2 separate regions of the Ovis aries genome follow, and region 1 is linked to region 2. Evidence: chromatin contacts called from public Hi-C data. All regions are on one chromosome and are shown on one strand. The core of a region is the stretch at or near the end of the contact, and the rest is flanking DNA. Distances in the headings are between cores, read along the strand shown. Region 1 overlaps ANO10 (anoctamin 10). Region 2 overlaps LOC105603397 (a long non-coding RNA gene).

Evidence for each region. A called contact is a pair of places that touch in the nucleus more often than the background predicts.
Region 1: a contact with region 2 is called in a Hi-C map of mixed tissues, with 2.3 times the contacts expected there. The contact joins two enhancer-like sites. A contact is called at or near these places in 2 of 16 Hi-C or Micro-C datasets (liver and mixed tissues).

Annotation. Positions count from the first base shown.
Region 1 is chr19:15,302,526-15,306,446 of ARS-UI_Ramb_v3.0, reverse strand. The region is part of intron 12 of ANO10 (anoctamin 10); the gene reads left to right. LOC105603399 (a long non-coding RNA gene) reads right to left here. Exons shown (of 7, transcript XR_006057013.2): 4 at 3,610-3,853; 5 at 2,676-3,200. Among named protein-coding and RNA genes, the nearest start is that of SNRK, 84 kb to the right of the region's middle. Within about 2 kb of position 2,401, at least 3 of the 54 cell types and tissues checked have an H3K27ac peak or open chromatin away from gene starts, as enhancers often do. A contact at or near this core is called in liver, where this site is marked.
Region 2 is chr19:15,145,322-15,148,892 of ARS-UI_Ramb_v3.0, reverse strand. LOC105603397 (a long non-coding RNA gene) reads right to left here. Exons shown (of 10, transcript XR_009597390.1): 10 at 1,967-3,571. Among named protein-coding and RNA genes, the nearest start is that of SNRK, 74 kb to the left of the region's middle. Within about 2 kb of position 1,577, at least 16 of the 54 cell types and tissues checked have an H3K27ac peak or open chromatin away from gene starts, as enhancers often do. A contact at or near this core is called in liver, where this site is marked.

The DNA.
Region 1 (3,921 bases), core at 1,152-3,651, 160 kb before region 2:
TAATGTTATTGAAGTGTAGTTAATTTACAGTGTTAGTTCCTGGTGTACAGCAGAGTGATTCAGTTGTATATATATTCTTTTTCATGTTCCTTTCCATTATGGTTTATCACAGGATATTACTGAATAGTTTCCTGTGGTATACAGTAGGTTCTCATTAGTTATCTATTTTATACACAGTAGAGTGTATAAGTCCATGCCAATCTCACAGTTCATGCCACTCCATCCCCTTAGAATCTGTAAGTTTGTTCTCTGCATCTGTCCGTTTCTGCTTTGCAGATAGGTTCATCTGTACAGTTTTTCTGGATTCCACATAGAATCCATATTATACAACTTTTCTATTTCTGACTTGCTCATTCTGTATGACGGTCTCCAGGCGTATCTCCATCTCTGCAAATGGCACTGTTTTGTTCCTTTTAAGGCTGAGTAATACCCTCTTGTGCATACGTACCATATCTTTATCCACCCCTGTAGATGGCATTTAGGTTGCTTCCATGTCCTGGCTATTTTAAGAAGTGCTGCAGTGAACATTGGGGTGTATCTATCTTTTTGAATTATGGTTTTTTCCAGGTATATGCCCGGGGGATAGGACTTCTGGGTCACATGGTAGTTCTATTTTTAGTTTGAGGAACTTCCATACTGTTCTACGTAGTGGTAGTAGGAATGTAAATTGGTACAAACTGTAGGAGGGTTTCCTTTTCTCCATATCCTCTCCAGCATTTCTTGTTTGTAGATTTTTTTTTTTTTTAATGATGGCCATTCTGACTGGTGTCAGGTGATATTTCTCTAACAATTAGTGATGGTGAGCATCTTTTCATGTGTCTATTGGTCATCTGTATGTGTTCTTTGGAGAAATATTTGCAAATGAAGCAACCAACAAGGATTAATATTCAGAACACACAAACAGCTCATGCAACTCATATCAAAAAAACCAAACAACCCAATGAAAAAAATGGGCCTAAATAGCCATTTCTCCGAAGACGACAGCCTCACTTTTAACCCATGTGTCTTTCGTTCTAAAGTGGGTCTCCTGGAGGCAGCATGCTGTAGGTTCTCGTTTTATTATTCAGTCCGTCACTCCGTGTCTTTTGATCAAAGCATTTAGCCCACTGATATATGAGTATTTACTGATAGGTCTGTATTTACTGACATTTTAAATTTCTTCTTTGTTCTTTTCTTCCTTTTGTGGCTTGATAATTTTCTTTTGTATTATGCTTGATTTCTTAATGATTTTTGAGAGTTGATTTGTGGTTACCCTGGTTTTCAAATTTATTAACTCGTTTATTATTATAACAGTAATTATTATATCTGCTTGACTGACAGTCATGCACACTCTTTGCTCTACATTCTAAAAGATGTACGTTTTCCTACTCCCCTCCTCATTTTGTGACTCATCAGAATCACAGGAAATCACAAAATTACATCTCGTAGTTGATATTTTTGTGTGTGTGAAAATGATTATGTGCTGGCATATAGTATTGATCTTCAATCCTTTTATGTATCTGCCTTTCCTAATGTGACTTTCCCTTTCCTATAGGTTCTTGCTTTTTTCTATCTAGAGACCTCCTTTCAGTTTTTGCTTATCTGAGAAATTCTTTCCATCTCCTTCTATTCTAAATGATAATCCTTCTGAATAGTGTCCTAGGTTGCAGATTTTTCCCTTTGGGGACTTTGTAGGCCAGAGAGTGGTAAGACACACTCAGCACTTCTGCAGAGAAATCAGCTGGTAGCCTTAGGGGGGTTCCCTTGTAACTGACTTTTTCTCTTGCTGCCTTTAGAATCCTGTTTAACTTTTGGCATCTTAATTATGACACGTCTTGGTGTGGGTCCGTGTGGATTCATCCTGTTTGGGGTTCTATTTCTTTCACCTATGAATACATTTTTCCTTCTTCACTCTTTTGAGCCGTAATTTCTTCAAATACATTTTTGATCTACTTTTCCCTTTCTCCTCCTCCTGAAATCCCTATAATGCATAGGTTGGCATGCTTTAGTATTATCTTATATACCTAATATGTTTCATTTTTTTCTTCTTTCTGTCTGCTGTTTTGATTGGGTGATTTCTGTTACAGGTCACTTAATGGTTTTTCACCTTGGCAATTGAGTTGTCTGATTTTGACTGGCTCTTCCTTATGGTTTCCAGTTCCTTGTTACAGGGATCTGCATTTCTACTGATGGCCTTCTTAATCACTTCAGCGTTTTTACACCTCCCTTTGGAACTTGGGGCCTGCCAGACTGGAAGGGCCTGTTTGCTCTTTCAGGGGATTCTCTTAGGCAGGAGTGGTTCCTCTATTTACATGTATTTCTTTTTCTCTATAAATTTAGGAGAAACCATGATGTACTATAGTCCTGAAAGACTGTTTTTATGTGGGCACACCCCTCTGTAGAACTATGTCACTCTAGTATTTCTGGTGCAAAGGCTGTATTTGCTGTGGACACCAGCCATGTGTTTGGCTCAGGCTGTGCTGGCCGCGGTGCCGTGATGATCAGGGCCTCCTCTTTGCTCAGTGCTGGTCACTGCCCCGTTGGGGGTTAGGGGTTGCTCCCCAGTTGTAGGAGTAGAAGCCCCCAGACCCGGATCTAAGCTGCAGTGAGAGGGAGGTGGGACTGCAGCGCTCCTGCTGGGATAGGCAACTCTGAGACACTGCCCGCCACCCACGATGCACAGCCACAAAACTGACCTCGTCTCCACTGCAAGAGGTTGCGCATCAGCTCCACCTGCCTTTGGCATGCGCACACTTGTGCTCTGGACCACACCACCAAAGCAAGTCCCCTCCTCGGGTGTGTCCGCCAAAGCCCAAGTTTCAGTACCAGGCACGTAACAGCAGGCGCATGTCTTAGGCTGGGAAGCATGGGGATGTGGCTGCTGTCAGTTTCGGCTCCTCTCTCTCTGCTGGTGGCCAGTGCACTCTCCTCGTGGGCAAAGTCCAGGCCCCTGCAGCCTCCCTCTGTCCTGGCACAGGAGGTTCCTCTTTTGCAGCTCCCTCCCTTGGGGCACAGGCCCCACCTGGATTCTCCCTGCCCCAGTTTTTGCCTTTAGTCTTACCAGGTTAAGTGGGGATCTTTCTTTCAGTGCCGGGTATTTGAGATACCCAGCTGCTCTCAGCTGGTGTTCTGTGAAAACTGTTCCAGTTTAAGTGTAGTTTTGATGTATTTGTGGGTGGAGTGGACTCTGCGTTCTTCTACTTCACCACTTCAATCACCTCCTTCCAAAAGATTTAAGTAGACATTAGTTTTCTTTAAGTCAAACTGACACTTCTGTTCCCCAGGGTCAGCTCGTGCAGTTACTGAACTTGTGGCCACCACACCTCACAGGGTGGGGGAGCTGGGTTTGGACCGTCTTGGTTTCCAGCAGGGACCCAGCTGCTTTCAGGTGTCTTTCCATCCTCCTCTTCCCCCAGCTCTACCTGCAAAGCCCCCTTCCCTTCGCCAGAGCCAGCCCTGAAGGCCTGAGGGGCTGGACCCAGGTCTGCACTGGCCAGGTCACCATCTGGACTCGGAAGCCCTGGCACTCGACGTGCAGCCCGTATCACAGCGTGTGCTCACTGGTACCGGACATGTGGCTGGGTTCAGAAAATGATGCTAACTTCAGGAAGACGGGTGTATCTCACTCACCCATGCTGCTCTCCCGGAGGCTGCGCTGTCCTCTCTCGGGCTGCTGCTGGAAGTGTGCTGGGGGCTCCCCCACAGGTAGTTCCGGAGCAGCAACTGGGGGTGCAGCTGCTGGAGGGCCCGGGGAGTCAGGAGAGGAGAGCTGGACATTCCACAGAGAACGGAGAGCCCAACAGCCCGAGTACAGGCTAGGAGTTACAGGAGACACGTCCTCCGGGAGGAGCCAGGCTGAGGGGCAAAGCCAAGGCTGCAGGGTGAGAGAGAAAAGGGGGACTTGAGCCTTAGCCCTGAGTCTTTGGGAAGCCCCTCGAGTGG
Region 2 (3,571 bases), core at 328-2,827:
CCTGACATTTTTAACCATGGCTAAGCTTCCCTGGCAGCAAGTGATGATACTTTTGAGGAAAGTGTTTTAGACCCTCTTGCTTCCGGACACTCTGATCCTCGGATCTTTCCAGCATCTGCCCTGTCCTGCCCTGTCTCTCATGTCTAGTTTTACACCATCCTTTGGACTTATGGACCCTCTTGGGCTTCCCTCGCTTTGCTTATCTTGTGTTATCATTTATGACCTGCACCCACTCTTCTTCTTACACCTGGCCGTCACTCCAGCGGACCATAGAGGAGCTAAGACACAGTCGAATGAAATCCTCAAGGCTCTTGAATCCAAACAGTTCTACTCCTTGACCCGCCATCATGCACACTTAGGAACAAGCTTATGTTAAGCCACATGGCATAGATCTGTACTCCTAGGAACTGAGAATATGTGAGCATATAGGGTTGAAAGTCAGCTGGTTAAATATTGAATTATTTTCCTGTCTCTTGGAACAGTCATTGTCCCACCACCTAGAACCCTTCCCTGGAACTCCCTGGACCTTCCCCTAAACCTGCAGCTTCAGGGGCAATGCCTGGCCAATCAGAGGCAGGAGTGAGGGGTAGAACTTTGGGTGGGTACTCTTGGCCAAAAGCCATTCTGATAGGTTGATACCTGAGATAGACTAGTAGTTACCTGTCTCAAATATCAACCCTTTACAAGTGAGCCATGGTCTTGGAGATTTCCAGATAAAAAGATGAAGAGGAAAATAGTCAGACAAGCGACCGCTGTACTGATAACTCCCAGCCAGCAGCCTCTCCTCTTCAAAGGCTGCTCCAGAAGTGCAAAGTCTGTTTGCAACAAGCAGATGATTTACTAAATACTGCCTTTTGCCAAATTCCCAGAGGCCTTTGAATGCTGGGTGCTAATAAAGCTCAAGTTATTATTAGGCATGTGGTCTATGTAGGTCACTGCCAAGTGCTGGCAAAGAAAAGCAAAGAAAACAAGTTAACTCCGGCTAGAACGTGGATGAGGAATTGCAACCCCATCTCCAAACGGGAAATGTGTCTGACATCTTTTTTGTCTCCAGAGGGACTTGGCTTCCTCACCTGTAAACAGAGGGGCATGTCAATGACCCCCTTCACCAGTGTCTCTGAACAAGAAATAAGCCTCTTTAGGGGAAAAAAAAAAAAAGTAGGGGAATCCACCAGGGAAAGTGACTGGGAGATTCAGCCTCATTGCGAAGCTTCAGGTTTTTGTTCTTTGCCACACTGCAGAGCTTGGCTTTGGTTGTACCTGGCAGCCCCGGAGAGGGACCATGGCCATCAGCGGGGGCAGGAAACAGCTCCAGGAACTCAAGGTCCTGACTAAAGGAAACAGTAGAGGTGTGCTTCCAATTCTGCTTGGACACAAGGCTTTTTTTCCAGATGCTCACAGGAAGATGACTCGCAGCAAGCTCGCAACGCTCTGGACAAAGTTCAGGATTGTTCTTTAGAGAAAGACCTCTTCCTGAGCCGTAAGGAACACACGCATTTCCCAAGCATCCTGTTGGGCGGGGATGTCTCCTCTTTAGCTCTCTGAGCTGGAAGGGCATCAGTGTAGGCAGGAAAGTCGGCTAGAGGGCTTGTGGCTGTGTGTCTGGGGGAAGAGGGTGAGGCTAGAGGTGTCTCGGGGCCAGTGCTGAAACCTAGATGCCAGAGTACCCTCCCAAGGAAGAAGAGCCAGGACAGGCAAGCGGGCAGGGGATCTGCTTGCGCTGATGTGCCTTTTGATGGGAGGTTTCCAGGCTGAGTCATCCTGTCTGAACCTGGCACAGAATGGGAATCCCTTGGGAGAAAGAGCAGGAAGAACCAAATTCAGGCCAAGCCAGAGGGAGAGGGCAGGGTCACGGAATTTCTGGGACAGAAGAGCCCAAACTGAGCCCTGAGCATGCTTTTTTTTTTTTTTTTAAGGAAAATTAAAACTCAAGCTACTGTACACTTACTTCTATTTTACAGGACGTTTGAGGTAAATCCACACCTATAGTTTTATTTACGTACTAAATAAGCACGTGTGGCACTTGTTCGGTGCCAGGCACATTCTTCCAGAGTTTGACAAGTTTTAACTCATTCTGTCCCCAGGACAATCCGAGGTCCTGTGAGGAGTCCCGTTTCCTGAGGAGGAAACGGAGGTGCGGCAGAAAGGGTCTAGTGACTTGCCTGAGGCGAGGAGGGGCTGGGACTGGATCCCTAGCAGGCTGGCTTCCAAGTCTGCCTTCAACCTCCCCACTTATTTTTTAATAGTTTTTTTTTTTTAACATATAGTTTAAGATTTACAGAAAAATTAAGAAAGCACAGAGGGTTCCAAAACATCCCTTATCCAGTTTCTCCTGTTACAGACATATTACGTTAAGATGGTCTACTTGTTACGATTAATGAACTAGAACTAATCATTATTCTTAACGGAAGTCCACAGTTCATCTGGATTTCCTGAACTTTTTCCTAAGGTCTTGTTCTGGTGCGGGATCCCACCCAAGTTCCTGCAGTCCTCAGGTCTCCTGAGCCTCCTCTTGGCTGTGGCAGTCAGTCCCTCCGACACTCCTTGTTTTCAGTGACCTTGATGGTTTTGGGCAGTGCTCATCAGGTGTCTGGTGATGTGTCTGACGGCTTCTCTCATCATTAGACTTGGGCCCAAGCCTCAACTTTTTAACAGTTCCAGTGAGCTCCTGCCAGGCAGGTGCCAACCTAACGGGGACCTGTGCCCCGTTTGGCAGAAATCCACATGAGGTACTTTTTCTCTTATGTATCTGTTTCTTTTCAGAAGGAAAAGGAGGACTCTGTTTGGTAGTTTGCCGAATCATCTTCCCTGAGACTCTCTCGCTGGGGTAAGGCCCTTGGTCTATGCTAGTTTCCATCTTCCAGGGTCACAGGGTACATGCGGTCTCTCCAGCCAGGCTCTGCTCATCCGTGTTAAGACTCAGATCTTGGCACAGAGAAGCATGAAGGGAGCAATCGGGGACTTGGTCCTGTAGGACTCTGGAGGGTTCTATTTGCTTCCTTTCAGCCAACACTTCCTCAAGATTCCCATTAGCCCAGAGCCACCGCCCACACCCCATGCGGGGCCAGCTGCCTCCCAGCTGCCAAGCCTTGGCTCTATCTCTGACCTCTCCACTCCCGCTGTCTCTTCTGAGGCACCTCCTCAGCTCGTGCATGTATATAGAAGCTCCGCCACTCCCCACCTTCCTCAGGTGTTGTCTTGGCAGGTGGCCCTCCTTCCTAGATGACAGACCACACCATCAGATGGATCCTGACAGTCCAGACTGGGAACACAGCCATTTGATTTTGCCAGGGAGAATTCTGATCAGAAACACGTTTACACATGAGGGAAGTGCTTGAGATACAGTCCTGAGATGATAAAAATACATGCCACCTTCTCTGAAAACTAAAAATAGAATGACCATATGATCTAGCAATCCCACTCCTGGGCATATGTCCAGACAAAACTATAATTCAAAAAGATACACGCCCCCGTATGTTCACGCTGCACAATAGCCAAGACAAGGAAGCAACCTAAATGTCCACTGGCACATGAATAGATAAAGATGCGGTATGTACATACAATGGAATAT